4 separate regions of the Mus musculus genome follow, and all the other regions are linked to region 1. The links are chromatin contacts, called in public HiChIP or PLAC-seq and promoter capture Hi-C maps. All regions are on one chromosome and are shown on one strand. The core of a region is the stretch at or near the end of the contact, and the rest is flanking DNA. Distances in the headings are between cores, read along the strand shown.

Region 1 (7,044 bases), core at 1,549-4,048:
ATACTATTGATTGCTAGTAACATAGTATGTTAGTTACATTTTTGTTGCTACGGCAAGCACCATGACCAAAAGCAGTTTATGGAAGGGTTCAGTTGGGCCTACAGTTCCATAATGGCTGGGAAGCCTTGTCATCAAGATAGGTGAGAGAGAGGGAGAGAGAGCGAGCAGTAAGCAGGGATGAGGCCAGGCCATAGACCATCAAAGCCTGCCCCGGTGAAGCGCTTCCTCCAACAAGGATGCACCTTCTAAAGGCTCCATAACTTCTCTAACACCAACCGGGGCTGATTCTTCAGACTCAGGAACCGGTGGGGGACATTTTTCATTAAAACTGCCACAAATAGATGCATATTAACTTGTTTTTTTTTCTCATTTTTGAAACAAATAAAAGAATTTATGGAAACAAGTTGAACCTGTTACCAACCGGATCAACTGATGAATGTTAACTCCCTGTGAGAGCTGAAATGCTGACTATACCGCGTGCATAATGCTTAAGTGAAGAAGACCATGGCACCCCTGACCAGCTCCGTGCTGACTGGCTGGCTGGCTGGCTGGCTGTCCTTACCACTCGCCTTCCAGCGCTTGTGTTCCTGTCACACCTCAGATACTGCTAATCATCCCGTTGCTCTAGCAGTGACTGACAGTTTTAGTAGCTGTGGTGCCACTTTGAATTTGAAAGTGCAAAGCTATATATAAAGAAAAAGGAGTCCTGCCCAGCATCTTGAATGGTTTCTTTACCCCTCTCTGCTAAGTTGAACCTTAACAATCCTTCCATTTACGTATCTTAAAAGATGTGATGGAGAAGTTATCAGCTGGTGTTTTCAGGTATGCTAAAACAAAAAACTAAATCATCATTTTTCAATTCTCAAAGACATAAAGAGTTTGTATTCATTCCAATTTTATGGTATATCTAGTACTTGTATATATTTTTTTTAATTCACTGTAGACAAATAGCTGTTCTTTCATGTTTCTCAAAATGTGTCTGCTTGTGCACCTGTGAGGATTGCCACAGAGAGAGGATCTTGTGCTTTTTCTCCCCCACACCCCTACCCCCATTCTGTTGTGTGTCTCTCCTTTCTCCTTCCCCTCTAGCCAAAGAATTTGAAATAATTCAGAGCTTGACAAGGTTGTTTAAATTGGGATTTTATATCAATTATAAAGTAAGAATTAGATAAAGGGACTGAGTAGTATATTTTTTCTTTCAAAACCTAAACACTTTTAGCCCAGTGTTGTGGCACACAGCTGTATTCAAGGCACTTGGAAGGCTAAGAGTCATGAGTCTGAGGCCATACTGGGCTAGCTAACAAGACAAACCCAGTTTTAAAAAAGAAAGAAAAGGGGGGAAATTACTACTTCTTTAAGCCACAGAAATATTAATGAATGCATTTGTAATTTCTGTTTGGATTTTTCTTTTTAAGATAGCTATCTAGCTCAGGCTGGCTGACCAGCAACTTGCAGAGGTTCACCTGCCTCTGCCTCGCCAGTGCTGGGATTAAAGGCTCGAGCTGCTTGTGTTAGATAAAGGAAAATAAGCAAATGTGTGGTCTACTGCATCCTGCGTGCTGTGCTCCTCTGTGCCTGTGCCTGACATCTCGAATCATTTCCCTCCTCAGGCCTCTGCTCGATGAGCCCATCCCACTGTATGAGGCAAAGGTTTCCATGGAAGTTGTTCAGAAAAATCAAGAAAGAAAAAAGCAAGTCGTTCAATTTTAATTCTCTTCCCTGATCTCAGTCGGATGCACCCACACCAGTGGGGGAAGCCAGTTTTCTTTGGAAATTGTTGAGAAAAACCAAGGACGATAAAGCAAGATTTTATATTTTTAAGCCTGTTTTCCTGCCACAGTAAGATGTTTGGTTATTTGACATATTTGAAAAATACTTCCAAAATTAATGTGCAAACAATCCAGATAATTTTTTTACCATCTGAAGGGGACATTCCAAAAGCTTCTTTTAGTTATTGTATCTGTACACTTTGCCTCTGCTATAAAATTCTTTCCATTAAGAAAACTGCTTTCAGCAAAAGCTACACTATTCTAGCAAATACATCTGTCACATGCTTTTGCTATACCAAACGTCATTTGATTTTGTTATCAACTTCATTCTCAACACCTTCCTTAACAAACCGTTGATGCCATTATTTTAGCATTTGTACTTTCCGACTTCAAAGTATCTAATCCACTGGCATTTAAAATGTTTTTAAATATTCATTCACTCTGAATTTCTCCGAGATCATACGGAATCATAGTACCTGGTCCTGTAGTAGTGACGGCATTTGCATAGAGGGCTGCGGTGGTCGGGCACTGGGGACAAGGGTGGAAGAGTTGGCCTGCGGCTAGCCTGAAGCTGGCGGACATTTCCCCCTCGTGGGTACTGTGTTGAGCTCGGCCCATCACCGTCTCTCTCAGAATGATATTGCGGCTTCTCACGGAGAGAAGTAACTGCCCATCACCACCAATCAATGTGTTGTTTGCTGTGCATTCATGCTCCGTACCCGGGGCTGACACTACGCCCGCTGCCGAGTTGGTACTGTTAATCCCTTTTCCGAGCCCTACCGGGTGCCGCGCGCCGCCGTCGCGTTCTCAGCGACGCCGACCTCGCAGCAGGAGAGCCGCGAGCTGCGCGCGCCCGGCCGGAAGCGGCCACCGGGAAATCTGTTGGGCGGGGCGGCACGGCCTGGCACGCATGCTCCGTCGGGGCGGGCCCGTGGCGGGGCGGGGCCTCAGGAGCCTCCAGTCCGTGAGCAGCGCGGGGTCTGGGCGGGGCCGGGGCGCGCGGGAAGCCCCGGCAGGGCTGCGGAGCTGCCTCGGTGCTGCGCAATGGCTGTCTCGGTGCCCGGCTACTCGCCTAGCTTCAAGAGGCCGCCTGAGACCGTGCGGCTCCGCCGGAAAAGGTCTCGGGACCATGGTGCCGCCGTGCCCGCCTCACTGCCGGAGCCCGCGCCCCGCCGCGCCGCGCTGGCGGCTGGGCTGCCCTTGCGCCCCTTCCCGACCGCCGGCGGCAGAGGAGGCGCCGCCGCGACCATCGCCCGCAGGAACCCTTTCGCTCGCCTGGACAACCGGCCGCGAGTCTCGGACGAGGCCAGCGAAGAGCCGCTCCGCGGTCCTCAGGGGGCGTCGGGCCCGGTGAGTCTCCGCGTCCCGCAGCCGGGCGTCAGGGGTGGGAATGGGCGCGAACAGCCGCCGCAGGCTGATGTCCTGAGCTGGGGCGGGGGAGGGGGTGGCTGCCCTCTCCTGTAAGAAGGACTTAGGGATGGATACCCAGGAAGGTGGCTCGAATAGTCCTCCGAACTGTGATGGAAAGCCACAGAATCTGCCTTCTCACCATCCTTTCAAGACCTTTTTCTCAGGCACTTGAAATTACTGTGGACTGTTGAAGATAAATCGGGTCAGAATTTACAAATGTTGGTTTTACTCATAAAGCTTTTTTGGAACTTTTGGTCTAAGATTTTTGTATCAGTTATTAAATGCGTCAAAGTCTGGCCTTTCCTCCCGTTTAGATAAGTTCAGGCACAAATCTGCAATGAAACATGGTACTGTATGGATGTGAGCTCCCACTCACTCTCCTGAGAACCTGGTGTGCCAGGTGAGCCCTTACATAGTTCACATTCCCTCATCGCTTAGGTTTTAAAAGGACCACTCTTTTCTTAACCTCAGCTTCTAGATTCTAATGAAGAAAATAACTTGCTGTGGGAGGACACATCATCTCATGAAAGAACTGGCACGGAACTGTCCCAGGTACTTTTAAAAATTACATTTCTAGTTTGTGCCACAATTGTGTGTGTAGAGGCCAGTCCCTCCACTGTGTGAGTAGAAGGATTGGACTCAGGTTGTCAGGCAGGCCAGAAGCAAGTGCCTCTACCTTCTGAGCCATCTCAATGGCTCACTCTAGGAAATACTTTCAAAGGGCTGAATATAATGTATATTCTAATAAACATACTTCTCAAAAGCTTTTCTCTTGAAAAAATGAGTTCCAGGAATGAATTCAAAGTCTGGGACTGAACCTCAGTTTGTAAAATGCTTGCCTAATGTTCAAAGACCTCAGGGCTGGATCCCCAGGAATTCCATGAATTACATGGGACATGATGCTGTACACTTAGAGCTGTCTCACTGGAGTGAAGGAGGGATTGCCAGGCCTTTGATAGCATCCTCAGATGCAGAGACAGTTGAGGCCAGCCTGGGACACATGAGAACCTTCTCTGAGAAGAAAAGAGAAACTTGAGAGTGATTATTTCTATACAGGTGTTTTGATACTAGACATGGGCTCTGGTGGCCAAAGCCTGCTTTGTGCTGGGGATCAAGCTCAACACTTCCCACAAGTTGAGAAACAGTCTGCCCTCCCTTGCTCATAGTTACAGGTAGATGCATTTTTCCCCACTGGGAACAGGCTGAGAGTGCCCAAGATTCATGCTAGTGTTCACATAGTCAGCTTCTCTGACAGGATCTTTGTATGATGTTCCCTAAGGAAGTCCTTCTGGAGTGGACAATACGGACTTGTGCAGCTAGTTGACTATAATTGTTTTTTCTTTGTATTTTTTTTAAAACTGAAGGTAATGTTTTTAAAACCCTTTAAAAGTTCTACCAAGATGGCTAAGCCTAAAGAAAGAGCTGTTGTCTCTATACTATTGTCTCAGTAGTTCTGAGCCTTACAAGATACTTTTTAAATACTAAGAATGTAAGTGGGCTTAGAGGCAGAGGCAAGTGGATCTTTGCATTTGAGACCAGCCTGGTCTATAAGAGTGAGTTCCAGGAGAGCAAGCGCCATGCAGAGAAACTCTCTCTTGGGGGGTAGAGGATGGGTACTGGAAACATTTCTACTTTGCTGTCTGTAGTATAGAAATATGAAAACTCAGAAGTGAGCCAGGACCCTCCAGCCCCGCCCCACCTGGCTTTATTCACTTATGTCCTCTCGGGTCAGTTCTCTTCCTCCGACTCAAACTGTCAGGCTTAGTGGCACGTGCTATTACCCAGTGAGTCATCTCTGTGCTCTGAGACCTCTCAATAGCTTAGTTTTCCTCCCTCTCGACTTGTCAGGTATAATCCATTTTTAATATTAGACCATTCATAAATTTTGACATTTAGCAAACAGGAGTAGAACTGATAAGTCTTTATTAAAAGGTTTTCCTTGAAATAGTAATTTTTGTGTTCTTTGTTTTCCTAAGAGTCAACGTGTATCGTTGTCTGAATCGGACACTTGGTCGTCAGATGGTACTGAGTTACCTGTGGACTGGAGTATTAAAACCCGACTCCTTTTCACCTCTTCTCAACCCTTTTCCTGGGCAGATCATCTGAAAGCACAGGAAGAAGCCCAAGGACTTGTCCAGCATTGTAGGGCAACAGAAGTGACTTTACCCCAGAGTATACAGGTAAGTCTGAAATGAAGGAGCCTGAGAGGAAGGGGTGTGTGTGTGTGTGTGTGTGTGTGTGTGTGTGTGTGTGTGTGTCTGCGTGTCTGCACATTGCAGGTATCAGGACGACAGAGTCTAAGGATCTAGTTTTGTGTCCCAGTCTTTCCTTCTCTGCCTTGTTGCCTTGAAACAGGAATTGTATGAGCTTAGGGCTCATTTTCTTTAGCGAGTCTGGTGGCGTGGTCAGCCCAGCAACTCTCCTGGCTCCACTCTCCTCAGTCCTGAGGTGACAGTCAGGCACAGGATAATCTCAACTTGTTGCCTGGGTCCCGAGTTCCAAACTCAGGTTCCTGTAATGCTGTTAATCCAGCCCCTGTCAACCTAGGCTAGTGTTCAAATGAAGTGTAGAAGGCTCTTTCCTTCCTCAACGTAGCATGAGCTGTTCTTCTGACATGTGCAGAGTCCAGAAGTTGACGTCATTTCTCCCGAAAGGTACTTTCACTTCCTGTTTGTCAGGTTAAGAAGTGCTCAGTACAGCTAGAGACTGGAGATAAAACAGTATCGTAGACAGGCAGTGTCCTCTCTAAACCATCCTTTTCTTAGGTTTTTAAGAAAACATAGACAATTGAATTACAGTAGCTGATGAAGTTTTGCTCATTGTTTGTTGTTGGTGTTTGTGGTTTTGTTAAGTTTGTCGGTTTTTGAGACAGAGTCTTACTGTGTTGTGTAGCCCTGTCTGTCTTGAAACTCACTTTATATACTAGACTAACCTCGAACTCACAGAGATCTGCCTGCCTCTGCCTCTCAAGTGCTGGGTATACTGTGGTTCTTAATAAATTAAATAATAAATGAGTTCTAGAATGGCCTCAGAGTAGTTTAATTGCCATGAAGCAGCTCATGAATGCAGACTAGGTTATAACGGTTTGCTGGAAATAGGGCTTGAGATATATTTCTGGATAAATAGATCAGGACAGTTTGTACTTAGTGGGGTTCACTACTTTTGAGGTTGCATGCCCGGGGGAAGAATGCTCTTCCCGGGGGTCGGGGGGACTTGGTGCTGTCCTATGGGAAGAGTCCTCCATGCACACCCCTCTTCCAATCATCCAGTAGCTCGCCATTGTTCTCAGGGAAGGCAGAGACAGAATGTCCCATCTCCACGAGTGTGCTCTCTCCAGTGCGGGGTCAACACACACTTTGCTGTTCAGAAAGCAAATGTGGGCTGCATTTTAACCTCTTAGCAGTTGCTAAGGTCTCCCTTGTAATTATTGCACTAAGAATTCTTAGACTGGGTGGCAAAGGTGGCTCAGTGGTGAAGATAGAACACTGCTCCTCCTGAGAGAGGACCCACGTTCCCACTGCTCAGAGCTCCAGCTCCAGGCCTTCTACTGGCACCTATAATATACTACAGGCAAACAAAAAATTAAAAATAAAAATCATTTCTGGGGAGTGGTGAGGGTGTTTGAAGCAGTCTTTCCACATAGCCCTGGCTTTCCTGGGACTCCTTATGTAGACCAGACTGGCCTCTCGTAGGCCATCCTTCCTCCTAATTGCTGGGATTAAGGGTGTGTGCCATTTACCCCCAACTAACAAATAAAAATCTTCTTAGAAAATTGATTAGACTAAGTGTGTGATATGTTCAGTGTTTCTAGTGAAATGTCACCTTCGTGGTGAGTAAAAGTCACCTCTTTCCCCACCGAAATTTA
Region 2 (6,390 bases), core at 401-2,900, 2.1 Mb before region 1:
CAAGACACACACTCACCACCACCGCCACCCCCATTACTCACAGGAATCTAAATCCTGTTCCAGGACCTTAGTCACTCATAATTGACACAGGATAATTTCTATCACTATCCTGGGAATAAGAACTCTTTTGGCGCCGGGCAGTGGTGGCACATGCCTTTAATCACAGCACTCGGGAAGCAGAGGCAGGCGAATTTCTGAGCTCGAGGCCAGCCTGGTCTACAGAGTGAGTTCCAGGACAGCCAGGGCTACACAGAGAAACCCTGTCAACAAACAAAAGAGCAAACAAACAAACAAAAGAGCACAAATTGCTCTTACAGAGGACCAGGATTCAGTTACCAGCACCCCATGGGCCAACTCATAACTAGCAGTGAGGGTTCAGAAGTCCTCATCTTCAGGTGCATAAGACACACACACACATAAACTGTGTGGGGGGAAACCGTACTAACAGGCAATTTAAAACAAAACATAACAAAAAATGTGAAGAATACTCAACCTCACAAAAAAAAAAAAAGGCAGACGCGATAAAACTAGGTAACACTTCATGCACACTTGGGGCTATCACATCCCAAATGACGGAAGTAGCCTAATGAATGGACGGAGACCTGCATTCTTGAAGAGCACCTACGGGAGGTGCTTTAACCTCCGGAAATCCTTACCGCTCGCCAACGAAATTACATAACACAGTAGTACCGCTTTTTTTGCCTTTGAGACAGGACTTCCCCTTGTCTCCCTAAATTGTCCTAGAATTTGCCTGCTTCGGTCACCCGAGCGCTGGGGATGCCAGGCATGGGCCACCGCAGCCATCCTTCAAACATCAAGGAAGTAACTTTCCCCGCTTAAGACCTCAGGGCCGGCAGAGAATAAAACTTTGCAGGAATCATCAGGTGAAGCCACGCCCACAATGTTTTGGACCCGAAAGTGTAAGTCCTTTTCTGCGACCACTCCCAGCCACCTCCAAAGGGTTTGCCACCAATGGGCTCGGCCCGAAAAGGCAGGGGCATGCCAAGCAAGCGGAGGAGATGAGTCCTAGCCTCCGCTCCTCCGAGCCGGGACCGACAGGGACGGACGCGTGCAGGAACCGCGCTGCACCGCAGCCCACGCCGCCCCGACGAGGCCCGGCGGCTGCTCCCGGGGCGGGCGGGTCGCGGAGGGCGCGGCTCCCACAACAGCTGTCGGGCGCCGCAGAGCCGGAGGGAGGGAGGGAGGCCGCCTCGGCTTGCCCCGAGATGCCGCGAGCGCACCGGCCGCGCGTTACAGCCGCTCCTCCGAGCGAGGAGACATGGCGGCGGACCCTTGGCCCCGCCGCGACCTCCCGGCCGCCGCGCCAGCCCTTGAGTCGCCGCCGCCCACTGCCACCTCCTGGCTGGCCCGCCTGCCCGCCCTCCTGGGACCCGGCCCGCTCCTCCCCTCGCGGCTGCTCACCGCGCTGAGGCGGATCCCGGTGGGTGGCTGCGCCGCCATCTTGAGTGAGCTACAAAGCCAGGACCGGCCTCGGCCGCAGCCCGACTGGGAGGCTACGAGTCCGCCGCGGGCTTCAACGCCCCGCCCACTTCCGGGGCGGAACCGACAACACCAGGCCACACCCACTCATTTCCGCCTCGGGCAAAGGCGAATTAGGATTCTCAGCAGAGGCTTGCCCGAGCGGGCCTGACCTGCTGCGCGCGCAGGACCCAGGCGTTGGGCGCATGCGTAGGTGAGCGGGCGGGCGCGAGCTCCTCGCCTCGCGTAGCTGGACCTTGAGATTGAAGATTGGCGCGAAGAATGATGTGTAGAAGCTAGGCAAACTCTGATGAAAATCGCACTGCAAAAGTGTAATCCATGGCCGCTGGTAATGATGTTACTGGAATCTTACAGGACAAAATGAAGAAAATAATTACTTTTTGGGTTTGCCTGAAAATCATCAGCTTTTATCCTGGTAGTGGTAGCGCACGGACACGTTAATTCAGTGTGTGTGGAGCCCGGTACTGCAGCGAGTAGCATGTAGAAATTAGTCAAGAAAGGGATGCTAAATAGTACAAGTAAAGAGAAGGTTAAAAGATTTGCAAGAGTATTTACTGCAGTCTTAACGATAGTCATATTTTTATTTATAAAAGTTCAGACGGGCAGTGGTGGCGCACGCCTTTAATTCCAGCACTTGGAAAGCAGAGGCAGGCAGATTTCTGAGTTCAAGGCCAACCTGGTCTACAAAGTGAGTTCCAGGACAGCCAGGGCTACACAGAGAAACCCTGTCTCGAAAAAAAAAAAAAAAAAAAAACAACAAAAACAAAAAAAAACTAAACAAAACGAAAAAAAGTTCAGTTCATCTTCTGCTGATAAACAATTTAGTATCCTTTATTATAGACCGCTGTCTATTAAACACTACAGTATGGGATGGATCCTCTCCTTTTCCTACACGTCAACTGTGTTTTCTCTTCATATTTTAACTGTAGGCTTGTAAAAACTTAAATACTTTTAAATTAATAAGGGGATGTAAAATTAAAACCTGTGGTATTCACTGTTTTTAAGAGTGAATAAGAGGCACAAGATAAGCAAAACTGGTGTCTAGTCTTGCAGAACAGGTGGCTGTCAAGACAGTTGAACCATGATGGCCGGTCAGTGAGCCGTGCAGTCAACCTAGAGAGTGTCAGCAGCCCAGGCTGCGCAAATTCTCCACTGAACTGCAAATAGCTTAGTCTAGAAACTCCCCTGTGGATTTGACCAGAGGTTTGTTCCCATGGGGATTCTAAATCTTGTCAAGTTGACAGGATTAACAAGCAGGTCAGCCTTGTTTTCCTGTTTCATCCGAGTCTGGTTGTCTTTGCGGGGAAAACAGTGCCTAGGGTGGGACAAATACTTGTTCATCAGGGAAGAGGATTCCCCACGGGATGCAGCTGAGGAAAGCCTGTCTCGCCACATTTTCTTGAGATCCACATAATCGCTTTGTTTTTCTTTTTGAAAGAGAGCCTCCTGTAACCCAGGCTGGTCTGCTTTGTACTTGAGGTTGACAAACTCCTGACCCTCTTGCCTCTATCTCCTAAATCCTGGGATTATAGATGTGAATCACTACCACACCTCCCTGCAGTATTTTGTTTGTTTATTGTTGTTAAACACACGTAAACTTCACCTTTTAAAGGTCAGATTAGGGGCGTTCAGTGTGTTCCCACAATGGAGGTCAATGCAGCCATCCATCTTCCACTCTCCCCTTTCGGCCCCTAATGACTACCATGCAACTCTGCATGGATTTAAGTGAAATCATGAAATATGTAGTGACACGTGGTAGGCTTTTTCTCTCCCTTGGTGAGGCAGATATAGGCCAATTTAGATCAGATTAAAAGTAAATAAAGACAGGTTGATTAGGAGGCAGCTCTTGGGTGGGTTCAGTGATCTAAGCCGCACATCCAGGGTAAAGCAAGGGGGTTTATGGGTCTTGTGCGCGGGGTGATGACGTCTGGGATTGTGCCTATACATAGTCAAAAAGACCCCGTGTGTGGGCAGCTCCCAGTCAGAGTGATGACATGTTAGTCTGGAGTTTTTTTCTTAAATCGCAGGGGGAGTTTTCTCTGTGTGGGCGGGGTCAGGGGAAGGAGGGCAGACAGGGTTTCCCAGGTTGTGCAGGGGCTGAGCAGGGGTTCCAGCCTAACAACTAGTTTATCAAATTTAGCGTAATGACTTCATATCAGGACATGTCTCAGAAATCGACTCTTTTTTTTTTTTTTAAGATTTATTTATTTGAGTACACAGTCGCTGTCTTCAGACACACATCAGATTCCATTACAGATGGTTGTGAGCCACCATGTGGCTGCTGGGGATTGAACTCAGGACGTCTGGAAGAGCAGTCAGTGCTCTTAACCTCTGAGCCATTTCTCCAGACCTGGTCTCGGCTTGTTGTTGTTTTGGGTTTTTAAAATTATCATTATTCTTTGTGAGAGTTTATTTCTTTTGTGCATGTGAGTGTTTTGCCTGAATGCGTGTCTGTGCATCACACGTGTGCAGTGTCTGAAGAGACCGGAAGAAGCTGTTAGAAGCTCTGGAAGTGGAGTTACAGTGGAGTTACAGATGATTTGCGAGCTGCCCTATGGGGGCTGGGAACCGGAACAGGTGCTCAGCGTGAACCGCCAGCGCTATTAGCCATCGGGCACCTCTCCATTCATGAATTCTGTTCGCTTTAAGAATGTGGGACTTGAAGCCGGTAGCGCACTCCTTTAGTCCCAGCACTCGGGAGGCAGAGGCAGGCGGATTTCTGAGTTTGAGGCCAACCTGGTCTACAAAGTGAGTTCCAGGTCAGCCAGGGCTACACAGAGAAACCCTGTCTCGAAAAAAAAAAAAAAAAAAAAGAATGTGGGACTGGAGAGATGGCTCAGTGGTTAAAAGCATTGACTGCTCTTCTAGAGGTCCTGAGTTCAAATCCCAGCAACCACATGGTGGCTCACAACCATCTGTAATGGGATTTGATGCCCTCTTCTGGTGTGTCTGAAGACAGCTACAGTGTACTTACATATAATAAATAAATCATAAAAAATTTTTAAAAATGTAATATCAGTGTACTAGTGAAGACTCGATGGGCTTTTCATGACCTGGTCCCTGTCCCAATTCTTCTTTCTTGAGGAGACATGAAGGAACATCTCCTCACTGCAGAAAGGCCTTCTGTGACAGAGCCAAGTAGGAGACACTGAAAGGAGCTGTGTCAGTGCGAACAGAGGAGGGCTGGAGAGACTGCTCAGCAGTTAGGAGTATGTGCTGCCTTGCAGAAGACAGTCTAGGATTCTGTTACCAGCATCCATATGGCAGCTCACAGATATAGCTTCAGTCCAGGAGACCCAGCACACTTTTCTGACCTCCCAAGGTACCAGACATTCACAAATTGCAAATATATACATGCAGACGAACATTCTTGCATACAAATAAAAGTGCATGTAGGAGAGGAGACGGAATACCTTCCTCATCTGGGCGTCATAACATCCGGGGATAGGTGCTCTGCAAACATGCTGTAAGGGTCATAGGTCTCCTGTCTCAGAGGTTTTTGCTTTCTCTCTATAGTTGGCTTAGGGTTTTATTGCTGAGAATACAAGCCATGGCCACAACTCTTATCAGTGAAAACATTTAATTAAGACTAGCTTGCAGGTTTAGTCCGTTGTCATGGTGGGAAGCACGGCATCATACGGGCAGACGTGGTACTGGAGAAGTTGCTGAGAGTTGTGCGTCTGGATTCACAGGCAGCAGGAAGAGAGTTGAACACTGGCTTGGCTTGAACATCTGCGACCTGAAAGCCCACCCCCAGTGATGCACTCCAACAAGGCCACTCCCTAATGGCATGTGGGGGGCATTTTCATTTGTACCACCACAGTAGTCCACCCCTATTCTTGGAAGTGCTTTCCTTTCTTAATAGATGGACCCTCAGAACATCCTTGCTCTTTCTTTGAAGCCTCACCCATTTCTGCCATGCGGCTCCATTGCTAGGTGTGCCTGCCTCTTTGGACCTAAGTTCAAAGGCAACTGGACCAGTAAGACAGCTCAGTAGTAACACAGCTCAGCAGGTAAGGATACTTGTCAACAAATTTGATGGCCTAAGTTGTAACCTAGGACCCACGTGGTGGAAGGAAAGAACTGAGTCGTGGTTGAAATAAGAGTAGTAGGCTCATAGTCTGAATACTGGGTTTCCAGTTGGTGGAAGTGTTTGGGAAGGATGGAGGAGGTGTGTCACTGGGCAGGGGGGGGGGCTTTGGGGTTTTAACTCTTTTTCTCTGCTTCACGCTTGTGCCATGCCATGCCTGTCTGCTGTCATACTCTGTGCCATATGATGGTGTGCTCATGGGGTCTCAGCCAGCAGAGAGTAAGAGGCGAAACGGAAGTCCACTCACTGGCTGGTGTTCACACTCCAAAGTCTGACACCAGGAAGTTTATTTAAGCACAGCACAGTTTGGGCTGGGGGTGGGGGGGTGGGTGGTATGTGTGTGGGGGGGGGGTTGTTTCCTGGTGATAATTAACTCATTCCTATTCGTACAGCAGAGCTTAAGGTGTCACTACACCAAAACTCTTGTTTTTTTAAAGATTTATTTATTGGTTTTTTCGAGACAGGGTTTCTCTGTGTAGCCCTGGCTGTCCTGGAACTCACTCTGTAGACCAGGCTGGCCTCGAATTCAGAAATCCGCCTGCCTCTGCCTCCTAAGTGCTGGGATTAAAGGCTTGCGCCACCACTGTCCGGCCTATTTATTTATTTTATGTATGTGAGAACACTGTTCCTGTCTTCAGACACACCAGAAGAGGGCATGAGATCCCATTACAGATGGTTGTGAGCCACCATGTGATTACTGGGAATTGAACTCTGGAAGTGCACTCAGTGCTCTTAACCGTTGAACCATCTCTCCAGCCTCTCGAAACTCTTTGTAAAGTACATGTGACCTCTTCCATAAA
Region 3 (7,104 bases), core at 594-3,093, 2.3 Mb before region 1:
TGTGCCCCAGTGTGGGGGAATGCCAGGACCAGGAAGCAGGAGTGGGTGGGTTGGTGAGTGGGAAGAGTGGGGAGGTTGCTTTTCCGGAGGGGAAACCAGGAAAGGGGATAATATCTGAAATGTAAATAAAGAAAATGTCCAATTAAAAAAGAAAAAGAAAAAAAAAAAGACATAAAGTCCACTGGCTTACTCTGACGACCAGGCTGCCCACCCCAAGGTCACTCAGAACTCAAGGCCATTCTCCTTGTAAGTGGGTTTGCATCATCTCTCCCTTAGCCCAGTCTCCCCAGGTCTAACCTCAAGCAGTTAAGCACATGGGCTGAGAGTCTGTCATTTCAATCACCCACTCACTGTAAGAAAGCCAAGGTGATACGCAAGGCTTTGTGGTCCTTGGCTTGCGGTTGGAGGATGCTCCAGCATCTTTACACTGCTGCAGAGCTGACAGCTCACACGGGATTCCAGGAAGCCGTTCGGCTGTCTTTTTGAGAACTGTGGAGTCCTGAGGTTTGGAGGCTCCAAAGCAGGTCTTGTTGCTCTGGGACCAAATTTAAACTCCAACAGAATGGAATGTCCTATCTCTAGAGACTTCCTTTCTTGGAGATTTAAGGTCCCTTCCTAACAGATGGTCTGTTGAGGGCAGAACCTGGGTCAAAGACAAAGTGGTGAATGTCGGATTAGCAATAAGAAACCTCACAAAACACACTAGGATGCCTTGAAACGCATAGGTAGGGAAGGGGGAGGCGAGCAGAAACTGAGGACCACATTTGACTTTGGGTGTAATTTCTGCACCCCCCGCCCCGACATCACCCCCCCCCTCATGTCCCTCCCCCACGATCCAGCCTGGTTTTTACTTCACTCTCCTGCTGCCTCTGTGACTTCAGTGACTGCTTTCCCCATCTGTTCCTCATCCTGTCTCCTGCCCCCTCTAGCCCCCCCTTGTCCCCTACCCCCCCTACCCCCGCGCAGAAATGGAGCCTTTCTCCCAACCTGTTTCTTTCTGCTGCTGACCCATTGCCACGGCAACTCTGCAGCGCAGCAACATACTTCCTCTTCCAGTTCTTGGCACTTCAGAGTAAAAGACAAAAAAAAAAAAAAAAAAAAGTCTGCTGCAGTGGTGCAAATCTCCCCCTTCTTCAGTGTGTTCACTCAGAAAGCACAGCTCAGCCCCTGTTTCTCGCTCCTAATCTCTGCTTCTCCTTCTGAGATTTATAGCTCAGATATATGTCTGCCCCTTCTTCAAGCTAGCTACAGGCTGGTGTCTTCATCCATCACCCTGCCTGCTATCCATCTCACACCGTGGTCAGTCCTCGAGGGCCTGCTGCACCGGCTCACCCTCTTCCCGTTTGCCTGGTGCGTTCCTTTTTCCTTTCTTCTTCTCCTCCTCACCTTAGTTCTCTTCCTCCTCCTTTTTCGTCTTCTTGCTCGTTTGTTTGTTTTTGAGACGGGGTCTTACTGCGTAGTTCTAACTAGCCTGAAACTCCGAGATCTGCCGGTCTCTCCATCCTGAGTGCTGGGATTTAAGGTTTGTGCCACCAGGGCCAGCCTCCTTGCATTTTTCTAATGGAAATTTTACACCTCCCCAGAGGACAGCAGTGTCAGGCACCTGCCTGGCCACCTAACATGGGTGAGGTGGGGTGGGGAAGAGTCCTTGTCTTTTCAGCAGCATCAGGCACCTGCCTGGCCACCTAGCCTGGGCCTCCTTGTCATCTCAGCAGCATCAGGCACCTGCCTGGCCACCTAGCCTGGGCCTCCTTGTCTTCTCAGCTGTTTGCCGTTGCACATAGTTCCCAGAGGGTGTTGGGAGGAACAACAGTCCCAAAGAATGGTCTACCAAATGAAGCACCATTCAGTAAAGAAATTGTTTCCTTAAACACACGGTCCCTAAAGACAAACAAGCATAGAGCTCGTTATTGGGGTCACATGGGCAAACATGCCTTGGGGACAGTTCATTCTGTGTGTCAACTTGGTTGGGCATGATCCAGATATGAGTCCAAAAGTTATCCTGGATGTTTCTGTGAGAATGTTTGTTTCTGTCTCAGGGCAGGCAGAAACCTGGAGGCAGGGGTTAATGCAGAGGCCGTGGAAGGGTGCTGCTTACTGGCTTGCTCGCCATGGTTTGCTCAGCCTGCTTTCTTATAGAACCAGGACCATCAGCCCAGAGATGGCCCCGCCCACAATGGGCTGGGCCCTCCCCCATCAATCACTAATCAAGATATCCCCTGTAGCTGAATCTTACCGAGGCACTTTCTTAATCAAGGCTCCCTCCTTTCAGGTGACTCTAGCTTGTGTTGAGTTGACATAAAAACTAGCCAGCACAGTTAAATCGATACAGTAGACAGCAGAGGGCATTATGCCCATGATGTAGGTGGCCTCATTTCGTTAGCTGGAGACCTAAATAGACAGGAAAAAAAAAAAAAACCCACTGCCAAGGGGGTACTCTGTTTAGGGAATGGTCTTGAAGTCGAACCACACTATTGACTCTCTGAGGGACTTTAATTAGTATATGTGCATGTATGAGTTAGTCTGTGCTCCTCAGCTAGCCTGTGCACCTGTGCGCTGTCTGTGGAGATCAATATCAAGTGTCCCCCTCAGTTGCTAGCCACCTTACTTTTTGAGAGAGGGTCTCTCACTGAGCCAGCTTGGCTGCCGGTTGGTCGAGCTCCGGAATTTGTCTCCCTGCACCCACCCACCCGGGGGTGACAGGCATGCATAGCCATGCTCAGCTTTTTCTTTATGCTTGCACGACAGTTTACCCACGAAGCACTCTCCAGGTCCTTGTCTGTCAGTATTTCTAAGCTCACTTTAAAGATCAAAACAGGCACAAGACACATATGCAAGGTCATTCATAATGGGGAACAGAGCTGGGACCCAGCTGGCCCGTGTGCCTGCAGGCTGCTTAGCTTCACAATCTGCCTGCCTTTCCCTGGTGCCAGGGTGGAGTCTCTTATACCAAAGTGTCTTGTGCATGTGGTATTGATAAGCTTGGGTAGTAGGTAGACCGAGTGGCTGAAGAAACGGGAAGCAGTGTGCATGCCCAGCCTTAAGCAAGTGTGGACTAATGTGAGTCTTGTCTTCTGCTGGACAAGACCTATCTAGACCCCAGGCTTCAGTGGAGATGAACACACCATGGAGGTGACCTGGGCAGTGACCAGGTGATGGGGGACAATTCCCCTGGCAATAAAGTCATTTACAAGTTAATCTTTACTTTCAGTCTCTCTGTCTTTCCCTCTCAGCCTTGCTGTGTCTTCCCCACTCACCTAAGGAGACACTTCTTGTGTGTGCGTTTCTTCTTGCCACCTGGACAGAGCTGCCTCTCTGGCCACTTCTGATCTCATCCTTCTCTAATACAATCATCGATCCATCGATCGATGCCACCCCTTCCACCAACTGTATTTCTTCCCGGAACCGCCTCACTGCCTTGACTTTCCTCTGGCTATTTTCCCATTTCTTAGTACTGTTCTCAATCTGAGCTTTCTTCTGAATTTGGACACCAAGTGTCACCAGCGGTGACGGGCAACAATGAGGCCTAAGAAAACAGGTCATTTGAGCTGCAGAGACGTCAGGGAAAGGCTCTCAGGACTCGATTGGCCTTTTGTTAGGAGAACAGAGACTTTATGAGCCGGCTGAGCGAGACACTGGCCCCTTTTTAAAAAGGACAGAGTCGGAATGGCATGTTCTGAAAGGGCAGCGTTGATAGCTGAAACTAGGTGCGCCTCAGGCCGGGGCTGTGGGAAGCCCGAGCATCTTGGGCACCAGCAAAGTTTCTAGCAGCCTTGGGAAGGAGAGGAAAGTCAGGTGGATCTGATTGGTGGGAAAGGTGACCTGGGGAAACTTGCCCTGTGGTTCATACAACCTGCCAGGCAGAAGCAGGAGCCAGGGGCACCTGAGCAAGAAACCCCATAAGATGTTCAAGTGGAGTTCCAGACAGGCACCTGGATATAGTTCTGGACCCGGAGGGGGACGCGTCAACACTGTGAGTACCGTCTCTGACGTTGGTTGGGTATTTGTGTCTCTCTCCCCATCACGGACAGTCCAAATTGTAGGTGGGGCGGTGGGATGGAGGAAGGTGAGAGAGGAAAGACACAGAAGGAGGGAAGGGAGGAGAACCCATGTCTCGGTGAAGCAGATCAGGCTGGTGATTAATTCTCTGACTTGCTTTAGTAAGTGATTATGGGTACCTAGAACCTGCAGCCATTAGTGTATCCAGCCGAGCTCAAGGGAAGACCAGAGAAAGACATGGAGATAGAAGGATTGATTTGGGTTATATTGGCTTGGCTTTCATGGCCATTGCTGGCCAGATTGGGTCCAGAAAACAGAAAACCTGATGTGACTGAGACTCTCCACTGATGTCTCACCGTAATGTCCACTGATGAGTTGCACAGACACTCATCCGAGGGTCATCTCACTGGAAAGGGGGTGGTGAAGTTATTTGTACCCCAGCAGCAAGGCAGCTTCTCTGTTCAGGCAGGAATTAAAACCAGGTTTAAACCCAGAGGTTTAGTTAATGATCCATAAACCAATGTGACTTGTGTTTGATAATGTCTACGCTGACGAACGTTGCTTAGGTTCTCCGTGAGCAAGGCCTCCAATCCCAGGGCCATCTCTGTTAACAAACATGACCGCAGCAGCCAGATGCTGGCGGGCTTGTTCTCCTTTGCTGGAAGGGCCCTGAAATTGTACAGGACCCCGACCAAGAATAAGGGTCCTGGAGGCCGAGCCATCTGGATTCTAATGGCTATTTAACCTCCTTTGCCGCTCACCTGTAAAATGGAAACAAGTCAGTCCTCACCTCACAGAGCCGAGGTTGAGATGAAGTAAGATGGTATAGACAGGCGACGTGAGGTAGAAACTCACGTTCAGCAAAGGACACATTCATGATCTCTGTATCACAGGATCCATCACAGCTAAGCTTGGGGTAAGTTAGGGCTGAGAGACTCAAAAGAGCAGACCAGGGTCCCGCAGCTGTGCGAGCAGCCGTGCGAGCAGACGCTGCAGCCTGAAACATCACCATTAGTCTCTGGAGTCATTGCAGAAGTAGAAATACAGTTCCCAGGGGAAGAAAATTGCTTAAGAAGATAAGCCAGAGATGTCGCCCTATTTTCTTCTCCTTTTGCTCTAAATCTGACTTTCTTTAAACTGCCTCCGCCAGAAACTACGGGCCATGGGGGAGGGGCGCAAGAGAGGGAAGTGGGGCCTTGGGAACTGCTGGGTCACGGTTTTAAAGGATTTCATTGCCTGTCCTTATGAGATTTATGGGAAGGGAGGAAAAAAAAAAGATTTAGTCTAAGCTTAGTCGCTCGGTTAGGTGGAGAAGATGGTTTCTTTGCGCAGGGAAACTGTTACACCACAGACAGCGTAAAGCGTCCTGTTGTGCTTTTGTTAGTGAGAAACAATTTCTCAAGAACAGAATTCTAAGAATTTCAAGGAGGGCTACCATCCAAGAAGTCGTTCAGCACAATCCACACATGAATTCAGATAGCAAAAACTGGGGTAACCTGGGATCAAACAGTGAAGTCCTGAGGAATGTGTTGTCGGTATGGGCGTGGCCAGGTCTAGGATCCCAGAGACAAGGCCTAGGGAGGAAAGGCTCCGCCCTCTCCAGGGGGCAAGGTTCATGGGGGGTGGGCAAAGCCCTTCTCTTGGTGTGTGGATGTTGATAGTGTGTGCAAAGCATGTCTTCCATAGCTTCCCCTCGCTGCATGTTTATGGCCTGAAGGATGCTCTAATAAAGAGGATGTCTCTACCAAGATTAGCTCAGCCTTTCTCCCTGATACCCCACCTCCTTGTTTATCTGTATGTAACAACCCCACCTTTCTGTTCAACCCTGTATAATAAGCACTCTGAACTTCTAGAAGGCTAAGGTTTCCCCATCCGAGAGCCCAATTCATCCAACCCGAACTCTGTTTCTGTCTGTCGGTTTGCTTGTATCTGATTTTTCTTTATTTCCTCACCACACCAAATCGGGAGTTAGCTGTGTGTGGACGCAGAAAGTAGTATCTGACCAAGGACACGAGTGTAGACATTAGCTACAGGAAAGTCTCATTGGTTTCATGAGGAATGCATCAGGGGTAAGTTTGCTTACACAGATGAAAGGAGAAAATGGAAAGGGATACAGAGAAAGGAAGAAACAGATGTGAAGAAAGAGATAAGGACAGAGTAACAAGGAAGCAGATAGAAGGAGCGCACCTTTAAGTCCTGGGCTGTAAAACTCCATTCTCCATCTGAGATCCCAGACCGCCCAACCATGGCTTTCTGTGTCTATATGCCTTTGTCTTTTGCTTCATTCCCTCCCTGCCCCAGTCAAGTCTATCCCTGGGAAGCATGCAACGATGGAGTCATTTCTTTCCTTAACACGTTTTCATTTCCTGATAAGGTTTTATCTGCGTATAATTATTATAAATGAGATGCACAGTTGACAGGCACACGGTACAGCTTAGAGTTACATACACTTTGGTAGCCATCGCTCAGAGCAAAGTACAGATCTCAGGCTTACCCGGAAGCTCCCTCAAACCCTCCAGCCGACTGCCTCTCTCCTCAGCCCTTTCTGGTTCCCGTGTTTCCTTTGTCGTTGTTTATCCTTCCTGTAATGGGATGAACTGCCTGCAGTGCTTTGGGGTTTGCGTTCTGTAGCTTGAGACGTTGAACTTGAGGTTTGCCTGCCCAGTCAGATAGTTCCCAAATCATTTCTCTTCGTACAGAAGAGTATTTCATTGTAAGGTGATTACATTTCCAGTTTTAGCAGCAGGTGTGACAAAGACCCCCAGTCTCCATGAATGACTTAGATACTTTTGTATCCAAGCACGGTGTGCTGGTCTATCGTCAAGCTTGGTGGAATCCGGTAATGTTGACTGTTTGGCAGTTGTGATGTGAGCTATATAAATTCTCTGAGGTTATGTTTTGTTTTCAAAATCATTTTTAGATATTTGTGGTGGTTTGAATGAGAATCTCATACAGACTCGAGTATCTCACTACTTGGTTTCCAGGTGGTAAAGTCATCTGTGGAGGAAATGGGTCACTAAAGTGGCTTCGAAAGTTTAAATCAGGTTGATTTCCAACCTTCCTAACGCTGCAGCCCTTTAACACAGTCCCACATGCCGTGGTGAC
Region 4 (6,128 bases), core at 1,244-3,743, 2.9 Mb before region 1:
TGCACAGCACAGACTTGTCACACTGTCAGTCACTCCCATCTGTGAGTCACAAGCACAGGAGTCCAGCCACGAAGAAAACTCAGTGACAGAGTAGAACTCTCAAGTGAGACTTCTCTAGCCAAGGGTCTTTTTGACTATCCATGTTCTCGTGAATGGTATTTTATTTTTCAACTCCTAGCACATAGCAGTGGCATAGCACAGAGCATAGAGGTTACAATTTTAACAGGTCACACACCAAAGTGTCTTCAAGAAGCTCCACTGGCTCAGTCAGTCAGTTTCCTATCCTTACAGATAACAACCATCCCTTCAACTCTGCTCCTTCAAAAGACAACAAAATCTTCATCATCCACCAGGAATACAAAATGTGTGTCCTTGCCTTACAGACACAGGAGCAGCCCTTCTAGAACAATTTCTGAGCTTATGCCTCTCTGAGGTAAATACAAACTTTCTGTTGCCATTTTTACAGAGTACCTGGTATAGACGCTGACAAGAGTTTTAACTTTTTGGACAGTACCACAGACACCACCGCCGTGCTAGGGCAGAAGCTCCGAAGGGCAGGGTGCTGTAAGACAAGCACCCTGAAAATCCACATATGCAAATAAATCTTCTTAACCACTATTCCTCTGAAACCTTGACAAGTGAAATTTGAGCTCCTGTCTCCCACTTACAGTCTATTTAAAAATGTAATTCTTTAAGACAATTAAAAAAAATTTAACAAACAAAAAGTAAGATAATTCCACTACATTAACATCTCAAATCAAAATACCTAATAGTTATTCTTAACGTGCAAAGTACAGTGTCAAAAGAGAAATGTAAGTATTTAAATAAAAAATAACTTCACACCAAACTTTATGACTTATCAATACGCAAAAAGAACTCTACACTGTAACAGTTAAACGCAAAGAACAAAATGCACCAGTGGTTTCAATTCTTCCACTGAAAAACAGACTAGTTTACCTGGGGGGGGGGGGGCATGACAAGTTTCATTACAGGGGCTCATCTAAACTGTACTTCTGCAAACCCTAAATTAACTCTACCAAAACCTGTACCCAAACAGTCTAGGTTACAGCCCTGAGTCATCATACAGTACTTAATAATAAGTTAGGAGCCAATGAACAGAAAGCCAGGCTAACAACTGACATAGGCCTCCTGGAGTACTGGCTGTATGACCTTGGACTAGTCACTGCCCACCTCTAGGCTCAGTCTGCTCATCTGTAAAATGGGCAGCATTTCCAACTGGGAGGTTATTCGAGGTAATATATAAAAGGCCTTGCACTAATCTATGAGTGTGCAAACAGTTACAAGGAATATTTTCTTGGGATTTGGCAGAACTCAAGAAGCAAACGATGCTGCACCTCGACGACAGGAGTCACATAATCTAGGGCTGGGCAAAGACAAGACAAGTCATTGGAGTCACTGACTCACGAATTTTGCCATTTTTAACTATTTCGGGGTAGGGAGGGGCCTCTAGCTTAGTGCTGATATTCAGCAGCTCTGGGGCCTCTGGAGCCTGAGTGGGTCTGAGCCTATAAATAGATGTTGAAGTTTTGAGGCGATACACAGGTCTCCATTCTAATTCCAGTCTCCTCCCGCTGCTATGCAGGTCACCCCGGCCCCTCCGGTGCCCTGGGTGGCCCGCGCTCGCGGCCCGACTTCCGAGCACACCAGGTCCCCAGGCCCGAGCGCGGGCCCACTGGGCCTCGCAGGCAGCAGGCTGCCGACCTTCGCCGGCCCGGCCCGGCCGGGCCTTGCGTCCTCGCCTCCCGGCCGCCAGCCCCATTTTCTGATCCCGTGCATTGTCCTTGCCCAGAACCCCGGCGCTCCGCACGCCGGTGGGGACCGAGAGGAGGGACGAGGGAGGAGCTGGGGGCAGAGGATGAGGAGGAAGAGGAGGAGGAGGAGGAGAACAGCCTCCTCCCCTGCGCCCGGGCAGCCAGTGGAGGTCTGGCGCCGGCCCGGCCCGAGGCAGCGGGTCCCACCCGCCGCAACTTTCCTCGGGGACGAGGCCTTCTTCCCCGGGCCCCGGGCCGCCCGCCCGCCCGCCCGCTCGCTCCTAAGATGGCAGGTCCCTCCCTCCCTCCGCTTGAGGCCTGGCGAGCCCGGCTCGCAGGCCCCGAGAAGCCGCGCGCTGGGCCGCGCCGCGCCGGGCGGGGCGGACACTCACCGGGACGATGGCGGGGCGCTCGCGCCGCTCCCTCCGGTGAGTCTCAGCCTCGAGCTCCCGCGCCGCGCTCCCGCCGCGGCCTCCGCAGCCAGCGCCGCCCCGGCCGCCTCTCTCCGCCCCCGGCGTCCCGGCTCCGCGCCGCAGCCGCGCTGGCTCAGGGTCCGTCGGGCTGGCGGGGCCGGCGGCGCCCGCGGCCGGGGAGGCAGGCGACAGCCCCTCCCCGGCAAATACCGCAGTCCCCGGGCCCCCGAGTGTCGGCGGCGGGGCCCGGCCCGGCCCGGTGCGGAGGGCGGCGGCGGCGGCGAGGCCGGGCGCCGAGTGGCGGCCGCTGCCGGCCGCTTCTTCCCGACGAGGATTTTTGTAAATCTCACAAAATGGCGCGCGCTCCGAAGCTGCGCAGCGAGCAGCGCCGGGGCCCGAGCGGCGGCGGCGGCGGCGGCGGCTCCGCCAGGAGAGCCCGGACCGCCCGCCCCCGATCCCGCACAGACACTCGCGCACACTCACCGCGCGCACACTCGCCCTCGCACACGCTCCCTCACACTCACACCGGTCCCGCCCGCTCGCCGGCGGCGGCGGCGGCGGCAGCGGCAGCGGCACCAACAGCAGCAGCAGGAACAGCAGCACAAGCGGCGGCGGCGGTGGCGCCCGCACCCCCGCTCGGGGAGTCCGCTTTCTCAGCCCGACCTGGGCCGCGATCGGCAGCAGCGACGGCAGCAGTCTCCCCGGATCCCCCCGCCGCGGTTGCCGCCGCCACCCCCGCCTCACTCCAATGGGGCTTTTTATTATTATTCGGGCGGGAAGCGAAAGGGTTTAAAAAAAAACCAACCAACAAAATGGCGACGGACCGACCCGGTCGCTATAGCAACTGTCAATCAAAACGCAAAACCCCGGCTGACGTGCTGACGTCCTCCGCCCGCCCCTCCCGGCCCCAAGCCGGCGGGCGGGGCCTGTTGCTCGGGTAACGGCAGATTCCGTTCCCTCCTTCCCCTCTCTCCTCCGTCCCCCAGCCAACCACCCAACCCCCCTCAGGTCACGTGAAGGATAAATTCGGAGCTCGGGCCCGCTATGAGTGTCAGAGGAGGGCGCGTGATTCGCTCGGGGGAGGGGAGTGGAGGGAAGGGAAGGGAAGGGACGGGGGCGAGGCGGTGGCCTGCCGGTGCGCGAGCGAGCGAGCGAGCGCCTGCCGCCTCGCGGCCGCCTCGCCCCGCCCCCGCGCTCGCTCCCACGCCGACTGCGGCCGGGCCAGCGCGCGCCCCCGTGGCGCAGCGCGCTCCCGCGCCGCGAGCCCGCAGCCCCGCCCGCGCGGCCCGGGAAGGAAGGGAAGCGGAGGGCAAGCCGCCCACCTCGCGGCCCTGGGAGGCCGCCGTCGCGAGCCCCTATCCCGACCGGGCCCGCGCAGGCCTGGACGATCGCTGGCGTCCGGCTCACCTCCGGAATTACGCCCGCGGCTGCAGGCGCGCGGCCGCCACCTTACTCGGACCGTGCCCGCGCGCGGGCCGCGCAGAAACTTTCCAGGCTGGGCACGCTCCCGGGCGCCGGTTCCCCGGCTTCTCCATCGGAATGCCCAGCCAGCGCCAACCCCAGGGCTTTCGGAGGGGGTTGGGGGGGGGGGTTGTTTTTTGTTTTTTTTTTTATTGTTACCTGTCCTAAGTCACCTCGGTTTCCCGATTCTTAAATTTGCCCACTTGGCCTTAACCGTCGAATCTTCACCGGAATTCTGCCTTTCGGTTTTTTTGTTTTGTTTTTTATTCTACTGTCTTCCGCCTGGCTAAATACTGCTGGGTGTCCTCTCGGGCCATTGACACTGAAGTCCCCTGTGCTGGCTACTTTGTAATTAGGAGACAGCTACTGGCTAAAATTGTATTTTGTACCTATTCTAAAATAATGGCGTTAGCTAGTAGCTTAAAAGGATATACATAAAGATATTTTCGTGTGTAAGTATATACACTGTTGCACACCAAAAGTAACTGGATTTATTTCTACACATGGTTTTTACCATAGTGGTGTTGACGTTTTGCTTAAGCTCTTTGCAACAGATGCAGTCTTATAAACAAATGTAAAAACACCAGTCAATACTGGTCTCTGTGCAGTATGATCCTAGGAAACACTTGGCTTCGGTGATTTCCAACAAACCTCCTATAGTTAGCACACCACTGATATACTAAAGCACCTATTCAACTTACAAAAAAGGGGGGGGGGGCAAAAACTAAAGTAAATTAGGGCACAGGAAGGAAAGTAAGTTGCTTTAGACTGCCTCGGATATAAAACATTTCCAGCGTCTGACAAACATACGTTTGGCTGCCCTGTTGATATAATTTAATTAAAGTCCACAAACAATGTAATTAATCTGAAGAAACTGAAGTGTCCAAGAGTGTCCCTTACACAGAAGTTAGTACCAGGTCCTTCCCAAACACAAGCTTTCTCCAGTTCCTCCTCCTGCCTCACCTCCAGGCTTCTCACCCCATTGACCAGATATTCTTTTCCAGCACAACGCTAAAAACTAAAATCCCCATCAAATGTTTGAAAGCTGGTAAAGGGGAAACCTGGGTAACACTGGCCATCTATGACAGGGTGTCAAGGAAGAGCTCAAGCTGGAAGCCACTCCGTGTGAGGCAAAGTCTGAAGGCTGTGCACACTCGAGCTTAGGCAGTGTTGATCCCTGTATCTAAGAGACGGACCCCTCTCCCAAACCCGTACCATGGCAGCCTTACCTGACACCAGTCAATGAGTTGTCATGTCTGGGCTGGGAATGCTATCAAGTATTGGATATGGATGTCACCTATAAAGTGGCCTGCACATTTATGGCCTGTGACAACCAAGGGACGCAGTGGCCTCTGGAAGAAGCACCAACTAGTTGTGCCTGGATACAGAAATTAAAACTTTGGTTTTACGTGAGAATCCTACCTGAGAACATGGAAAAGCAAAGACAATCCCCCTAGCCTCAGTCACTGCCGTCCAGCCTGCTCTAGAGCACCCAGTCCCCGCAGAAAATGACCCAGCCCATTCTACAGAGAGAAGACAGGTGACTAGTGACACCCTGGTGTGACACTACCTGTGAGCAGTGAGGACAGGATTCAAATCCAAGTGTATTTGCAACTCAGTGTTCCCACCACACCAAAGTGTTGTAAATCTTCACAGAGGTCATCAAGTCAAAAAATGAGGTCTTTGGGCTGGATCCAGATTCGAAATGACCAATGTCCTTAAAGCAAGCTGGACATAGAGACACAACAAACCAGTGGCAAGGGACGGAAAACCAAGGAAAATTGGAGACTACTGAACCCTGGCCAAGGACAGATGTATCCCGGCTGTCCAGTCTGCACCTCCTTTGTGATAGAGACCCAGTTGAGGTGCCAACAAGGTTTTTCCTGGCTCCTGCATCCCGTTTAGTGATCATCTCAGTGCTGCACTATTTTAAACCCATTAGGTTGAGTAGGTGGAACCTGGCTGGGAATTAAACCACCTCTGCCCCTCAGGTGAGGCAAGAAGGGGAACAATTCACAATTCAGCCCTGGACAGTGCCAGGCCTGCAAGCCAAGCCCCTCCCCCTCGGTCCCCACAGACTGGGGCTGATGGAGTAACGTGTGGTACGTGACAGCATACTGTTCAGACGCAGTCCATCGGTGTATATAAAACAAAGGAAGATGAAGGCCTTATAGAAACTGACATAGATAATAGGATGTGAAGCTAATAGCTCTCTGCATCTGAGGGAAAAACAAACAAACAAACAAAAAAACCCTAAAAACTGTACAGCCATTTAAACAATGTAACAATGTGAAAGAGTCACGGTGTAAACAGCACTCGGAGGTTGTTGCCAGAGCTGCTGGATCAAAACCTGGGCTCTTAAATCCTAACACATTAAGATGACAGACAGTAAGCCAGGTGTGGTGGCTCACACCTTTGATCCCAGCACTTGGGAGGCAGAGGCAGGCGGATTTCTGATTTTGAAGCCAGCCTGGTCTACAAA

Evidence for each region. Promoter capture Hi-C pulls out the DNA fragments that hold promoters and counts their contacts. HiChIP or PLAC-seq counts read pairs in DNA pulled down with a chosen protein or histone mark.
Region 2: a contact with region 1 is called in an H3K27ac HiChIP or PLAC-seq map of embryonic stem cells, with 6 times the contacts expected there. The contact joins the promoter of Morc3 here to the promoter of Donson in region 1. A contact is called at or near these places in 6 of 39 promoter capture datasets (the 3T3-L1 cell line, hippocampal neurons, liver and 2 more), 3 of 115 datasets of contacts at active chromatin or transcription factors (astrocytes, embryonic stem cells and large pre-B cells) and 2 of 9 other capture datasets (adipose tissue and liver).
Region 3: a promoter capture Hi-C map of embryonic stem cells shows a contact between it and region 1, with 4 times the contacts expected there. The contact joins the promoter of 2410003I16Rik here to the promoter of Donson in region 1.
Region 4: a contact with region 1 is called in a promoter capture Hi-C map of pre-B cells, with 3 times the contacts expected there. The contact joins the promoter of Dyrk1a here to the promoter of Donson in region 1. A contact is called at or near these places in 4 of 39 promoter capture datasets (erythroid cells, liver, neutrophils and 1 more) and 1 of 115 datasets of contacts at active chromatin or transcription factors (large pre-B cells).

The regions. Positions count from the first base shown.
Region 1 is chr16:91,684,482-91,691,525 of GRCm38.p6, reverse strand. Donson (downstream neighbor of SON) reads left to right here and starts at 2,798. Exons shown (of 10, transcript NM_021720.1): 1 at 2,798-3,119; 2 at 3,651-3,731; 3 at 5,156-5,359. The coding sequence starts at 2,814. It overlaps Cryzl1 (crystallin, zeta (quinone reductase)-like 1), which reads left to right. Exons shown (of 13, transcript NM_133679.2): 12 at 777-822; 13 at 1,611-2,204. The coding sequence ends at 1,710. Gm10785 (predicted gene 10785) reads right to left here and starts at 2,628. Exons shown (of 6, transcript NR_040389.1): 1 at 2,246-2,628.
Region 2 is chr16:93,827,381-93,833,770 of GRCm38.p6, reverse strand. Morc3 (microrchidia 3) reads right to left here and starts at 1,650. Exons shown (of 17, transcript NM_001045529.3): 1 at 1,423-1,650. The coding sequence starts at 1,461. It overlaps Gm30881 (a long non-coding RNA gene), which reads left to right and starts at 679. Exons shown (of 3, transcript XR_876266.3): 1 at 679-920.
Region 3 is chr16:94,005,394-94,012,497 of GRCm38.p6, reverse strand. It overlaps 2410003I16Rik (a long non-coding RNA gene), which reads right to left and starts at 1,843. Exons shown (of 4, transcript XR_003951876.1): 1 at 1,387-1,843; 2 at 988-1,065; 3 at 1-643. It also overlaps a transcript of Cldn14 not described here.
Region 4 is chr16:94,566,571-94,572,698 of GRCm38.p6, reverse strand. Dyrk1a (dual-specificity tyrosine-(Y)-phosphorylation regulated kinase 1a) reads right to left here and starts at 2,493. Exons shown (of 12, transcript NM_007890.2): 1 at 2,165-2,493.